Regions from separate parts of the Drosophila melanogaster genome. Here region 2 is linked to region 1. A link is a contact called in public Hi-C data. All regions are on one chromosome and are shown on one strand. The core of a region is the stretch at or near the end of the contact, and the rest is flanking DNA. Distances in the headings are between cores, read along the strand shown. Region 1 holds the start of Ankle2 (Ankle2,). Region 2 holds the start of CG8188.

The links. Hi-C and Micro-C count contacts between places; a contact is called where the count stands out from the background.
Region 2: a Hi-C map of the Kc167 cell line shows a contact between it and region 1, with 2.1 times the contacts expected there. The contact joins the promoter of CG8188 here to the promoter of Ankle2 in region 1. A contact is called at or near these places in 5 of 107 Hi-C or Micro-C datasets (the Kc167 cell line, the S2 cell line, head and 1 more).

Annotation. Positions count from the first base shown.
Region 1 is chrX:17,577,752-17,581,032 of dm6, forward strand. It overlaps Ankle2 (Ankle2,), which reads right to left and starts at 1,478. Exons shown (of 10, transcript NM_132993.3): 1 at 1,354-1,478; 2 at 762-1,016. The coding sequence starts at 993. CG12991 reads left to right here and starts at 2,110. Exons shown (of 6, transcript NM_001272721.1): 1 at 2,110-2,346. It also overlaps asRNA:CR44124.
Region 2 is chrX:17,701,299-17,704,367 of dm6, forward strand. It overlaps CG8188, which reads right to left and starts at 1,479. Exons shown (of 3, transcript NM_001298455.1): 1 at 903-1,479; 2 at 8-478. The coding sequence starts at 911. par-6 (par-6,) reads left to right here and starts at 2,054. Exons shown (of 3, transcript NM_133010.5): 1 at 2,054-2,427. The coding sequence starts at 2,353.

The DNA.
Region 1 (3,281 bases), core at 228-2,727:
AGACAGGTAATCGCCATCGTTCACCATTTGTTTACAATTAAATCGAAAGACCGCTCCCAGACAAGGAAATCGACTGTGCGAGCGGGACAGCTGGGCAAGCCCCGATTCCGACTTTTTTCTCGAATCTCAGAAGTTTTGAACACACACATGTAAACTTCTTCATGGGCTGTTAGTCATGGAGGAACAACAGCGCAAAACGAAACTTATAAAAATGCAACAGTTGAATTACCCTATATGTAATTTATCCCAGTTAATACATTTCATATATAATAATATTTAAGCACTTAATTTACCAAAAATGTGTAATATGCACTATTAGGTTCATTAAAATAACGACTTGAAAGAACGAGTTATCCATATGCTGAACAAATTTCGATCAGGTATATTCTGCATAAATGGGAATAAAATTTCAACCCCTTATAAAACAAACATTATTGCAGAAATTCGTCAAGCAATTCAGGTTTAGTTTCAAAACAAAACCTATGCAATTCCGATCATGAACATTCCTGTTGCTTGGAAACTTCAACCCTCGACTTTTAAATTTGGTTTTAAAAGTATGTGTATGAATCATAAAACCTCCCACTTGCTCCATACGACACAATTGTTTAAAAACAAAAGCACACGAATACCCATCAACGAATCGACCGAACGTTCGCGCATGACCCCCGATTACAGGGTATCACAATAGCAACAAGCGGCAAATAACTGGAACGCAAAACACACACATATACCGACACTCGCTTCATCTCGTTCGTACTTACGTGGATAGTCGGGATCCTCGTACTTGGTGGCAGCACTGCCATCGTCTGCGTTGCCCGTTTGCACGGATGCCGCCGAGCCGGATGGCGATCCCGATGCTACTGATGCCGATCCAGACGCCGGATTGGATGGCTTTATGTTCACCGCGGCTATGGAGCCGATGCACTGCGACACCGATCCCTCAAAACAGCCCGCTTTGGAGGTCGGGATATAGACCCCGAAATAGGTCGACATCTCTGCGTAAAATGGCGGATGCACTGCAAGGTAAGCGGTTAAAATGGTTTGACATCAACACCAAATAACAGGCAACTTCTTCACAACTCCGTGAAAAAATGTAAAGTTCCGCTGATGGCAAGCGAAGGCAACGGTAAAAATAGGGTAACATCAACCACAAAATGCCAGGAACTCTACTGTCCCGTTTTGTTGTTGTTTTCGGCTGCACTCCTCCACTCGCACGCACACAAACACAACAACGCAAAAAAAAAACGGAAAAAAAACAGCACACGCACATCAACAACCAGCGACGCGAACTCACGAGACCTGGAAGACCCAACGAATCGGCGGAATCACAAACATATATCTTGTTATTCTTACCTTTTAGCACAAAGGGCACAATACATGAAACAAAACCCAATAATCTTAAGCGTCTTTCAAACAAAATGTGCACAAACGAAATTAAATTAGAGGCGGACTGTCAGCGAATCTAGGTGTGGAGTAATATCGATAAAAAGTATCGTATGACTAGCTGACTATTGCAGTCAATTTCGAATTGCAGATCAAATTGAAATATTCTAAAACACTTGCATGAAAATTACGCGAGATTTATATACAAAGCTATAGCGATGATTGGATATCGGAAATTCAAATTGATTGTTACACAGAGGGATTCAGACATGAGAAGTGACACTTTATTTTAAGTCTTAAAAGGTATTTTGGTTGTAAGTTAGTATTACGTTATTCATAAAACGTACAAATGAGGCATTCCCCCAACTTTCCTCTTAATCATATAGCCAAGCAAAACATTTGATGGTTTGAGTCAAGGGTGCTATCAATACCACTGGTATTTTCTTAGTATTTTGTAACATTTTTAAATGCACCGCCTTGAATTTAGTCCTCTTAATTTGTTCATTAACTTTGGCCACTCACAAGCCTAGCTTAAAGTTAGTAACAGTTGCCCTGCTTATCCGCTTCTATCCCTTTTACACTTTTAAATACAGTTTGAATTTCATACGTTGGTTTGGGTCTATGGTGAATTGGTTGACGATTGGTATCTTTTTGGTATTTTATAAGGCTCCCCATTTAACGGTGGGGATTTTTCGGACATATTTCAACGACCGTCGACGGCTGCAAACATAACGTTCGTGGATTTCGTGGGGAATAGCGGTCGACTCGCGCGGTCTCATTTTTTTAACGTGCTTGTGTTGTGTGTGTGAATGTGTTTGGCGTGCGGCTAACACTGTTGTTGTCGAATTGTTGTTGTTGTTGGTAAAAACTTGCGCGCCATTACTAACAGTAAATTAAAGGAGTATCACTGCTAAAAAAAAAAAAATTGAATACACGCAAATTTGAAAGCTGCGACCCAAAAAGGTTTGTTTAAGTCTTCTAGTCAATTGTCTGATTATATTTTGTTCCCTTTTTCCTTTTTTTTGGTAGCTCAGGGATACACATACCCAGCAGGGGTGTGTTTTCCTGCGTGCGGGTGTATGCGTGTTTGTTTGTGTGTTTTGAACCTGTCCTCTTATTCTTGGCTAAAAATCAATAAAATAAAGCAAAAGTCGAAACAACAAAAGCTGCAGGTCCTTTCAATCCATGTGTACGTGTGTGTGTGTGTGAAAAGGGTACTGATATTCAGTGGATTTTTTTTGCACTCAGTAAGCAGCTGCAATAACTAAATAAATAAAAGACCGTTAAACGAGGCTCACTTAGTTAGTCGAGCATGGCCAAAAAGCCCGAGTTGCCAATTGCCAATTAGAAGCCCAAAACAAACGAAGATACAGTGAGGCACGACTAACGGTAATTAGGCGATTACCCCCTGTAAATTGCACCTGCATTAACCGTTCGTTTTGCAAAACATTTCCCGTTTCAAATGGCCAAGCTAATTGCCATTTTAAAGTGCCCAATTGTTTTCGATTTTCGCATTCGTTCCTGATCTACTAATCCCGAATTGATTGCCACCAATTGATTCCAATTTTAAATCCTTCCTCTTTTTATTATCAATCATTATATATAGTATTATCAATGTTAATTATATACAGATATTTTCAATTTATAGCGACTTATGACGATCGAATCCTCTTTCTTAGAACAAAAACTTTTCATAAGTTTTGATAGTTTTAGTAACTTTTTGTTGTGTCAAGTATTAATCATTACGCAAATAAAATATGTTTACAAAATATAAATTCGTTATGCCAATAGAGAATGAACTTCGAAGTAAATCACAAATTTTGCTTAGTGATTCGAATTACTTAACTCTAGGATTCCGAAACTTTTAAGATTATTATTTGTTATCCCCTCTTAATTAA
Region 2 (3,069 bases), core at 229-2,728, 120 kb after region 1:
AATTTACCTGGGCATGGATCTCTGTCATCATGCGCGCCCTCTGTGAGTAGTCATCGTATCGTTCCAACAGCATCTTGCCGGCCTCCTCGTTCAGCGCCGATTCCGGATTCGGGACAATAAGCAGGCATTTGATGGTGAGCAGAATGTGCTTGATGCCCAGATCCGGCTTCCAGTCCTTCTTTAGTGTGTTCACACAGATCTCCCCGTTGGCGGCCACATTCGGATGAAAGATCTTGGTGAGGAAGTACGCCTTGGGTGGCGTCAGCGGGAAGTCCTTGTTCAGCGTCAGTTTGACGCGGAAAATTCCAGCGGCGTACGGAGTGCCAGCAGGTCCATCGATCAATGCCTGAATATCCGTCACATCGCTCTCATTGATTAGCACCTTGATGCCTTCCGGTGGCGTGGTTTCCATCTCCTGCAGCTCCCTCATCACCTGCCTTATCGTCTGCGGCGACAGGTTCTCCACATTCGAGTATTGCTGCAAATGGGGGAATGGCATTAGTATGGAATGGCAAAAGTTTATATATACAAAAATTGATTTTAATGACAGGGTTGAGTCATTATTTCTAGTTGGAATTGTACTTATTGGAACATACGAACTTTAAAAATGGATGGCAAGTACAGTACAGTACTTGTAGGCAAGGATTATTACATACAAACTTAACTAACAAAATCACATGTCTCCACAAACAGGGTATTTATTAATGAAATTCATACTCTTAGTATGCTGGAAAGTATTTGTAAGGACGCGATTTTAAGCTCTCACTACTAAACCATTCATAAGATTAAGAAGCATCTGTTGGATAGGATTCTTTACAATCACGGATACAACTTCTTAAGAATCGTTTCGTATTATTATTATTAGAATGCTAACAATTATGTGAGGAACATGCTCATCCTACCGAACTCATGATGTCTGAATTTCCTGCTGCTGTGCGTGTGTGTGTCTGTGTTGATGCGGGCCTGCGCTGGTGTGCGTGCGAATCGCTGTCTCAAGGTTTCAGTTTCGTCAGCTTATTCCTGCAGCTGAGCTCTTCGGCTCTCGGATAGTCGCAATTTCACCGCCTTTTCCCAGCTGCCTTGGAAAAGTGGTCCCAAAATATATGAATATGTGCGTTGTGGGCTGGCTTTAACTATTCCTTTGCGTGTAGACTCCTTATGCTTCCTTTGGCCCCGCTAGTCTCCTTGTCTGTTGTTTGGGTTTATGTTTTCACACGCACTCGTTTAAAGACTATATATATATATGTATTTGGTATAGCACCTCCTCTCGAAAATCTTGATTTTTAGTTTTTCTAGCGACTTAAAATTTTGTTTCGTTGGTTGCTTTTGTTTTGAAATCGATTCGCTCAACTTTGTCGTAGCTGCTGTGTGACCTATCTCGACTCTGGCGTTCACATCTAAACAAATTCAGTTGTCTAATTGGACACTTCACGCTCGACAACAACACACAAAAACAGTTTCATTTTACAGTAACCCTCGTCGCTGGCGCTGCGCTACAATTGGGGCATATTCGTGCTGGCGTCTTGCCTGCCTTCGATTTAAAAGCGGGTTTTTATTTATTTATTTAAAAAACGTCTTTGATTAAAACTGAGCATTTAAATATAGCTAATTCTTGTCTTGTAACAGTTAAGCCTCTTTTTTCGTGCAAACAGCAGCCACTTTGCAAATGTAGCGCATCTGAAGATCCACCCAGCCCACACAAACAAACTGTCTCTACACTAACGCAGCAACATGGCTGCTCAGACTCTATCGATATATCGATATATGCACAACATCGGTTCATGCCTAAGTTACTCTGGGAAATATTTAAAAACAAACAAAGAACATACCGTTATTAAAAAAAAAAACTTATTGTTGTGATAAATTCAAAACCTTTGCTAGCTATATTGAAAACAAATTATTATTATTTCTAAGTCTTTTTAGATACTTTCATTGTTGTTTAAATCTATTGCTTATAGCATATTTGTGGTATTTTAGAAAACTGAAATGGTATATTTTGGTTTTGCATTCCCCACGGTCACTCTGGATCTATTACCATCCGATAACCGATAGTGCCTACCAATATCGAAGTACGATAGTGCCCGATAGGTTCATCCATCCATTTTTTTTATTTAATTAGTTTTAATTTAGATTTCTAACTCTAATTTATTGGCGGCCCCCCACTATCGTCGCTCCCCGCCATCGGTACGCTGCACTTTGGTTCGGTTTCGGTTCGCATCGGGCGTATCGGTTCGATTTCGATCCTGAAGATCAGATCAGAATCTGCGGAACTCAACTGCCGTGTTTTGTGTTGTGTGTGAGGAACGGAGAGGAAAACTGTCAGTGCACTCTTGATCGGGCGGATCGGAGAAAATGTCGAAGAACAAGATAAACACAACGTCCGCAACGGCGGCCAGTGACACGAATCTAATCGAGGTGAAATCGAAGGTGAGTCCTAACTTTCGTGGCCCCCGGATTCCACGCCCCTTTCTGCGGCGCTGAGCTGCTGATTCATGCGCTCAGGAATGGGATTAATAGCTTAAATTGGAGTTCTGTGCGTGGAAAGGGGGTCTTTAGTCTGAGGAGCAATGTGTCTACCAATTTGGGAACTCCTATCTGTTGAGCTCGATTGTGTCAAAGCGGCCAGAGCAGGGATTAATGCTTGGAGTGCGAGGTGTGAGGAGCAACTGGTTTCCATCTTAGAAGCACCCCAAAAGTGACAATTTGCCCTTGCGAATGCATCTTACTTGTCGGAATTCCTGAGCTCTGATATGGATTGTTGCAACACCCTTTATTGCTTGGGCTCTTTGCCTGAAAACCAATCTGTTGCGCCTTACTCAAAAACTACCCTGTTTCGTTCATTTTCTGTAATTTTACAGAGAAGGAAACTTCAGTTATTAATTAGTCAAGGTACAATTCTTCAAGATAAACTCCAGTAATAGCTATAAGGCAGTAGATGTACTGCAATTCAGTGAAGGTCCCATTAAATTAGTAAAATGTCTGCATACAATTGAATCAACAGGTGATGCTGATGAACAAACTATACGGGTTTCAAAAGATTCAGCCCCTTTACTAATCAATACGTATCCT